Regions from separate parts of the Salvelinus alpinus genome. Here region 1 is linked to region 2. A link is a contact called in public Hi-C data. All regions are on one chromosome and are shown on one strand. The core of a region is the stretch at or near the end of the contact, and the rest is flanking DNA. Distances in the headings are between cores, read along the strand shown. Region 1 holds the start of LOC139579630 (WAS/WASL-interacting protein family member 2-like). Region 2 holds the start of LOC139579529 (eukaryotic translation initiation factor 1b-like).

Region 1 (4,510 bases), core at 660-3,159, 130 kb before region 2:
TTAGATCGGGTGCTTTGGATAAATCACGATTTCACAGGCGTCTTTCAAATTTGGGATGGGGGGGGGGGGGGGGTTATTTGGACCATAGACTTGCCCGTAACTAACCGAGATTATACATAGCCTGACAGGCTTGCAAAAAGCCATGTCACAGTTGGTGCAAGGGAATTAGCCGGGTAGAACGTGTTCTTGATAGGGGACTTTCTATTTCGTGAATCTTTCGCATCAAGTCATTAATTAGCGTGAATTAGATGTTGAGGATGATTACTTGAGCGAGCAGCGCTAATCACTTGAATAAACCAGAAGGGCTCTGCGTACATCCCAAAATGGCACCCTAATTCTTATATAGTGTACTACTTTTGACCAGAGTCCTATGGGCCCTGGTCAAAAGCAGTGCACTATAAAAAGCAAATAGGGTGCCATTTGAGACACATCCTCTGATTGGGCTTGGCAGGGAGAGGATAGCACGCACAATCACGGGCCCACGAGAACAGCTTTTTTCAGATTTCAGTAGTGCTCTCCGCACAAGGTGAAACAAATTCACAACACAACACCAGTGAATATAAATCCCTTTGAAAAAGGGACCTATGAGTTGTCAAGTTGGTTGGACAACTAATTCATATGAACTACACTGGAGCTAGGCCTTCATCATGGCTCAAACCCATTAAATATGTCCCTATCATAGGTTTGATACAGTTCTCTCTTAGACCCACACAGTTAGTTGCACAGGAAGCATTTTGCATCCAGGTGACACCTTCCATGCTTCAATAAGTTCTTACCTGGCTGAAGGTGGGGGGTGGAGGGGGGCCTCCAGGGGGTGGAGGGGGAGGGGGAGGAATCGGCATCTTGACCCACTGAACAAGTCTTGTGGATGGCCTGGGTTCTCAGATACAAACTGTCACCACCTGCAATAACGCATTAAAACATGTTTCAGAGTCATCCAGTGACATTTCAGTCTCATCCATTGATAATGTTATCTAGTATGAATTTGTCAACTAGCACAGTTAGCTAAGTAGAGGTATATTTTAAACCACGTAGCTAGATAGCCATCTAATAAATGTTAACCTTCTGGGCTCATGTGACATTGTTATTGATGACGTCTTCATTTCATTAGCAAGTTGGCCTATCTAGCCAGCAGATATCTAACGTTTGGTCAGTGCTGCTGTGGAATGTAAATGAGCCGACTGTAGATAGCGTTAAGTAATCCAATAGTGTGAAATCTCCAAATAAACCTGGTCATCGGTAGCTAGGTCAGATTAGCGAATAGTTAGCATAACAATTAGTTGACTAACGTTATGTAAATTAGCAAGCTGACAAACTAAGGTTAGCTAGTTAACCAATTAGCATACAAACTTGAAGCCATCGCGGAGGCCCTGCTGCAAAAGGATAACTAGCTAGCACCATACACAACAGCTCAACTAGCTAGCATCTTGTAATAAAGCATGGCTACGATACATCCTAACTAAACGTAACGTTAGCTATGAATCTCAGCTATATAAATTACATACATGGCGCGAGCGCATCATGGCTATCATGTTCGGCTAATGTGTTAATGGCTGTCATATTAGCTAACTACAGGATCTGTAGCGAGCTAGCTGGGTTAACCTGCCAGAGTTGGAAACCCTTGCAAGTTAGCTTAATTAGGCTAGCTAGATTGCTTCACTTACTTGAGTTTCTTAGCAGCCCATTCGTTTGATATTTGACGTTTTAACTCATATTTGTTTCTTCGTTCTCGGTAGTTCCTTCATCTCAAGTGTATTATAAATTTCAAGCTGGCCATTGATATTTCACTCCTGCATTCACTCTCACACCCTTCACTTGCAGCACAGATTTGCTGAAGCAGTGAAGATGGAAGTGTGCAGATGGAAAATGTACACCGCAGTGTACTAGAGATGGTAAAGAAAGCGAGACACCTCACTCCCTAATTTATTCGGAGCGGAGCCACTCTGGTCTACCTATTGCCCCCGCCCCGCGGAGGGAAGGGGGGGGGTGGGCAGAAGCGAAATATCTGCGGGGCGGGGAGAGCAGGGAGGGGACAATAGGGCACCAACGAGTGGTTCCAGGAAGTGAATTGTCAATGCAATCACCCGTTGTGATAATAAATATTAGCGACAGCAATATTACCAAAGATGTTCTACTAAGATAGACCACATCCTGTCGGGAAAAAAATCCGGTCGTTTCCAATGGGAGGAAAATGAGCCGAGTAGGTGGGATCAAGTGTCGAGATGGGTTTTTCAAAGTCGCGTTGATTTGGTCTATCAGATGTCAGTCAGATGGCTTCGTGGCGTCAATAAAATACATCGTCATCATATTCAAATTAAGTTCAAAATGAGATGCAGACGATCAAATCAAAGTTTATTTGTCACGTGCGCCGAATACAACAGGTACAGTGAAATGCTTACTTACAGGCTTTAACCAACAGTGCAAAAATGTATTATCTAAACAATAGGTAAGTAAATAAATAAAAACAACAGTAAAAAAGACAGTGAAAAATAACAGTGAACTGGAGATTTGGAGAAGAGGGACTTCAACATTTGATTTTTGCTTCGATGTAATTATGATGTTGATAAAATCCCAGTAAAATTGGCCAAATTCCATAAACAGGCCCTTTTAGCTTGGATGTTAGCATATAAACACAATTTTTCCCTTCACAGATACTTTCTATGGAACAACAAAGACATACGATTTAAAAATAAGTCAATTTTTTTCGTAACTGGTTTGAGAATAAAATTATTTTGGTTGGTCAGTTATTGAATGAGGATGGATATCTACTCTCATATGGGGAATTTCTTGACAAGTTAAGAATTCCAATAACCCCGAAAGAATATGCAATTGTTTTTTATGCGATTCCAAGGGGGGTTGTATTTTTTTTTTAATTCCTCTGTGGTTGATGTAAGTAACATAGATTTACATGAAAATATATTCATTGGCAATATTAACATCAAAGATAAATGTAGTAAACAGATTAGAAATATTGTTTGTGATACTACAATTCCCTCAGCCAGATTTTTTTGGTCGAATATCTATGGTGATATACAGTGGGGGAAAGCAGGGAAAATTGCTAACAAATATTGTATCAGTAACAAGGTAAAGGAAGTTTAACTTAAAATGTTACATAGAATTTATCCTGTGAAACATGTTTTGGAAAGATTCAAGCTGAATATTGACTATAATTGTGATTTCTGTGGATTGGAGAAGACCATTTTGCATTTGTTTTTTGCCTGTATTTATAGTAGAATTTTTGGGATTGACATACAGAACTTTGTTACAACAAAAAAATAGCACCGGTTGTACAATTTAATGGTTTTGATATAATGATTTATTTCAGAAATTATGACATTGATAAAGATGTAGTATATTTAATTTAACTGCTAATAATATTAGGTACATTTCATATCTACAAATGCAAATGGTCTAAATCAAAACCTAACTTTTTTCACTTTATTTTTTTTCAATTTAAAGTTCAAGGTTCTTATTAGCTATTTCCAGCCTTAGCTGAGACGACAAGCAAATAATTCGTTTTTCGTTTTTACAGTACCTAACACAACCTGTATCCGCTCATTTCCCTAATCACCCGATTCACTCTGTCCAATTTGAAATATAGTTGAGTAGTGGAGACCAGAGTCTATCAAACTTGGGCTGTCTCTTGCGGAGGTCATAAGTGAGCTTTTCAAGAGGGAGAAAGTCAACAATCTGGTCAATCCACATTTTAAATGTAGGAGAAGTATTAGAGGCCCACAATAGAATAATACATTTCTTAGCAAAGTATGTAATGGTCATAAGCAAATTTTCTCTGTCAGGATCAAGAACAAAGTCCTGCTGGGCATTAAGAAGATAGATACACGGGGTCATATCAAACTTAACATCTAGTATTTTCTGTGCAGCAGTATGTATAGATTGCCAAAATCTGGCAATCTCTCTACAGCTCCAAAATACATGCATATAGGTTCCACTTTCAGCGGTACATCTTTTACAGTTAGGAGAAATGTCTGTTTTCATTCTATGGAGTCTCATTGGAGTGTAATAACATTTGTACAAAAATGTGTAATTAGATTCTTTCAGTTTTACATTAGTAGAGGAGCAGTATACCCTGTCGCAAACCTCCGCCCATAACTCATCACTGATAGTCAGACCCAAGTCCTTTTCCCAGATTATTTTCAAAGGAGTAAAGGAGGAGCCTCCTTTCTCAGAAAGGAGTCTATAGATATAGGAGGTTTTGCCTTTAATGGATTGTGCTGTGACCAGAAGGGTTTCAACTTCATTTAGCTGAGCTCTAAACCTCCTCTTGGAAGTAAATGAGGAAATTACATGTCTAATTTGAAGATATATATTTTTTTATGGGATCTTGGCACATTGAATTCACTGCAAAGCTCTTGAAAGGATTTCAGTGTGGTGGTTTTCTGATGAAATAGGTCTGAAAAGGTCCTGAGGTCCTAGAGTATGCCAAAGATTAAAGTTGGCATCACTCAGGGCTTTTGGCAAGTCTAGGTTGCCTACTATAGGCGAGTGAGAA
Region 2 (4,223 bases), core at 559-3,058:
ATCCGTGGACCTTGAGCTGCTCCTCTTTCGCCAGGCCAATCTGGAAGTGGGATGAGGGCAGAAGAGACATCACACAAATGAACTTCGAACTCTAGTTACTGAACATTTACAAACAGGGGCTTTTCTATGAGAGCCATCTTATACGCCACACTTGTGTGTACTATACACTGGGTGCAATGTGCTATAATAGGAACAAGAGTCAAACCTACCTCAATCAGAAATGTGCAGATATTCTTGCGCTGGTCACCTTGCAGCTGAATCACTTCCCCATACTCTGGGTGCTCAATCACTGTACCATTGCAGGCAAATTTCTGTTGACAAAGCAGAACTTGTCAAAAGGCCAGTAGCACAAAACATGGATATTTCCTAGTATAAACTCCCTGCCATAACATACCTTCTTAAAGGCCTTGACTAGCTTCTTCTTATCATAGTCGATGGCTATGCCCTGGACCGTGGTCAGAGTCTTCCTGCCGTTACGCTGCTGGATTCTTATGTGGATGTAGTCGTCAGTCCCAGATGGGAGCCTGTCATTACCCTTAGTTGCATCAGCAAATGGGTCTGTGGGGAGGACACCATTTAAAAACAAGTCACACTACAATTCAAAACAAACATCTGTCATGTAAAATTACAAGGAAGCAACCTAAAGTGATAACTAAAATGGTAGTGGTTAGTTTGACCTAGCTAACAAAAGATCCAGGCCGATGAACAGGTGACGTAACGTCTTAGCCACGAGGCTCAGGCCCAAGTAAAACCCTGCAGATGCTTGTCAGCAAATTACATGGAATATGGGATTAGAGAGGGGGGGAAAAATCCCACAGAGAGTAGGCGGCTAATCTGCTCAAACCTACATTTATTCGGAATATTGAGATTAGTGACATGGGAGAAAGTCGAATGGCCCAGCCCAGATAGACAATCATTCCGGGAAAACAAGCAGAAATTTCGAAATGAAGTAATGAATGTTAGAGAAACCAACAATTCAGCGGGGCTACATTATTTGATCTGGCCATTTACGTAACCCTTAAAATATAGTTTACGCTTCACCCCAAAAGGCCTTCCCGGCAGGGTCGTATTACATACAGACAAAGGCAAAAACATAAATTTATATTCGGTCCATTGTTGATAGCTAACGTTAGTGCCAGAAAGACAACCGACAGTAAGAACGAGTTACTCCCAAATCGGTATTGTACATTGATCAATGTATCCACAATAGACTAGTTAGATATACCGGCTACAAATCCGCGTTCGGGCCTAAAAAAAGGAAGTGAACTTCGGCCTAGTTGAAGTCTGATGGATATTAGCCAACATTCGCAAAAAACAAAAAAGCTATTAATATAAATAATTTTCAATCGGGGGGGGAATGTTCTCTATAAATAACCAGATTTTTCATGAACATATTAAAATCAAAACGTTATATTTAGTTGGAACGCCGTCAAAATTCTTACAAATGCTAGCTAACGTTAGCAGCAGCCCTTCCCCCACTTTTTCGACCCCGCGTTTGCCGAGATGGTTGAAATGTCTTACCGAAAGTTTGGAGGTTCTGGATAGCGGACATACGATAAGATTTCCTTTCCTTTCGGATAATAACTGGTTCGCGATAGACTGGTCTGCTTAATTTGTTTTTCTTTCTTTAAATCTTCCTTTTCACTGGGACGACGTTTTAGTCAGCTGAAAGACTCTCACAAAATGGAGATTGTTTAGCTTGCAAAGTAGAAAACAACCCTTTATAGCGCCTCCCCGCACGTAAGAACGTGCATCACGCCACACCCTATTTTACTGGAAAAATTACGTAATTATCTATTTCAGAAGGCAAAATACCAACACCTGGAACCTAGGCTAAATAAAAACTATAGCACAAATATCTAAATTAAATGTGAAGATCTTAGTTAATAAAGCAATGTTCTTCGTCGATGAAACAATGGTCAGTGGTACATTATTCAATTTTAGGAAATATATTGTTATATATTACTTATATATATATTGTTATATATATATACTGTTTTTGGTATTTCTACACCTGCATTGCTTGCTGTTTGGGGTTTTAGGCTGGGTGTCTGTACAACACTTTGTGACATCAGCTAATGTAAGAAGGACTTTATAAATACATTTTATTTTATTTGTTTTTAACTGACTAACTAAAGGCTTCTCCTAAAATGTAGTAGACCGAGCCCCCTCGAGAGAGAGTTGCAGATTACAGTAAAACATTCTTATGCCGACTATAAAATGTGTTGGCACCTTCAATTAATGCACCTTTTCTCATAAAAAAGTCAATTTCAGCACCCCTCTTGATGAAGGCAGATTCAGAGGGGTTGGGTTAAATGCGGAAGACACATTTCAGTTGAAGGCATTCAGTTGTACAGCTGACTAGACATCCCCTTTCCCCTTTTTATCTCAAATGTAAACACGACCTCACTTGAAAACTCTAGCTGCTGTTTGTCTGTGTCTGATGGGACAGTGCTATCCGGCATCCTTGGGACGTCCCAACGATAAACTGTAATCTTAAAACCCCTTAACCTAACCCTAACCATTTAAAATGTAAACTTCAATGGGGTAGGGACATCCCAAGGATCCCTGATAGAACGGGCCGTGTGTGATGAACTCCCAATGACTGAAATAAGGAAAATATCTGTTTTGGAGTGTACTTGAAATATGCAGCATGCAATCCGAATTGTCTTGATTGTATGAAGAGGTATCCTGTTGACCATATTTAGCCAATTTATAGAAAGCTAGCCAATGCTTAGAGTTTGACTAACCTAGCCTGCTACTGTAAATGTAAATGTGCCTGCTGAGGCTAGTGTTTCATTAGCTATCTCTCTGTCAGTGAACACATTTTTGAATCATGATTTGGCATGATTATGGGGTGGTTTCGCGGACAAAGATTAAGCCTAATCCTAGACTAAATTGCACTTTTAAACTGGACTAACTGAAATGTAATTTCTCAGACATGGTTGAAAATAGCCTCAGAGTTGCTCTAGTCTAGATTTTAAAAATCTGATTTCCAGAAGGACTATTAGAGTAAATCTAGATTTAAGTGAAGGCTTAAATTAAACCTGTCCAGAGTCAGGTTTAACTTCAGATTAATGGACGTTGGCCCCCAGGTTGACCTTGGCAATGGAGTAAAATGGATTACCCTGGACTAACTCAATGATGATCAAAGAGCACCACCAAGGCCAGACAAAAGGATAGTTATAGACAGGAACAACCCACTGAAGGATTTTGATTAAATCAAATTTCCGTGACTATTTCCTTACGTACAAAGAAAATGCAGCTAACATAGAGTTATATGAATATGGGAACTTGTCTGGAGTCATTGGCTAAATAGATTGATGTCATATTCCCATTAAGTGTCCCTCTGCAGCAGATGCTGAGGAGTACAGGAATCGTAAATCTGGTTCTAAATAAATGTACAAAGTGTGTGCACTCCCACTTTGCAGTTCTCCAACATGGTTGCACATTGGAAAGGTACGCCTTCTGACTCAAGGATTTTCCAAAACTGTATGCTCAGCTTGAAGGAGGACAACATTGTGGAATCATACTTGGTGACAGTGGGTATGCACAGACCAACTTCTTGTTCACCCCCTATCTTCATGCAATAGGACCTGAACAACAACTGTACAACCCAGCTCATATCCGCTCCAGAGGTGTAGTGGAGCGCATGTTTTGGTGTATGGAAGAGTCCTTTCCAGTGTCTCAGAAACACATTGCGTTTTCAACCAAGAAGATGCTGCAATGTCATAATTTCAACAGCAGTGCTTCACAATTACCTCAACCAGCATGGCTGCCCAGATCCTCACACTGAAGATAAGGATGATCCAAACGTTCCCATGGTTGAGGCAGACACCGACAGAAATGGACAAGCCTACAGAGATGCTTTTGCTATGCAGGACTTCTCACAACAAAGATAGCTCAAGTGATTGACGCAAACATTAGCCAATATTGGGACCATGAACTGGTGCTGGTTCGAGAATAACATTGGCACTGCTGCTGCTTAATTTCTCTCTCCTCCTTCATAGTGTAAGGTTAAAATTGATTATGGGGGTCTTCTAAAGACCCCCACCATTGATTATGTTGTTATTAATTTGCTTATGTGCCATTGTACTTATGCTCACTGTATAGCTGAATATTGAGGCCTCTGTCTGTGTCTAGCTCTCTGCTAAAATCCGCAGCCCCGCGTCTGTGAGAAAAGGTGTGAAAAGGGACTGAGGGTGATAGTGTCTGACAGTGTC

What was found. A called contact is a pair of places that touch in the nucleus more often than the background predicts.
Region 1: a contact with region 2 is called in a Hi-C map of red muscle, with 7 times the contacts expected there. The contact joins the promoter of LOC139579630 here to the promoter of LOC139579529 in region 2. A contact is called at or near these places in 2 of 3 Hi-C or Micro-C datasets (muscle and red muscle).

Annotation. Positions count from the first base shown.
Region 1 is chr1:51,534,740-51,539,249 of SLU_Salpinus.1, reverse strand. It overlaps LOC139579630 (WAS/WASL-interacting protein family member 2-like), which reads right to left and starts at 1,909. Exons shown (of 8, transcript XM_071408448.1): 1 at 1,665-1,909; 2 at 777-902. The coding sequence starts at 842.
Region 2 is chr1:51,400,207-51,404,429 of SLU_Salpinus.1, reverse strand. It overlaps LOC139579529 (eukaryotic translation initiation factor 1b-like), which reads right to left and starts at 1,808. Exons shown (of 4, transcript XM_071408258.1): 1 at 1,522-1,808; 2 at 395-558; 3 at 210-311; 4 at 1-40. The coding sequence starts at 1,552.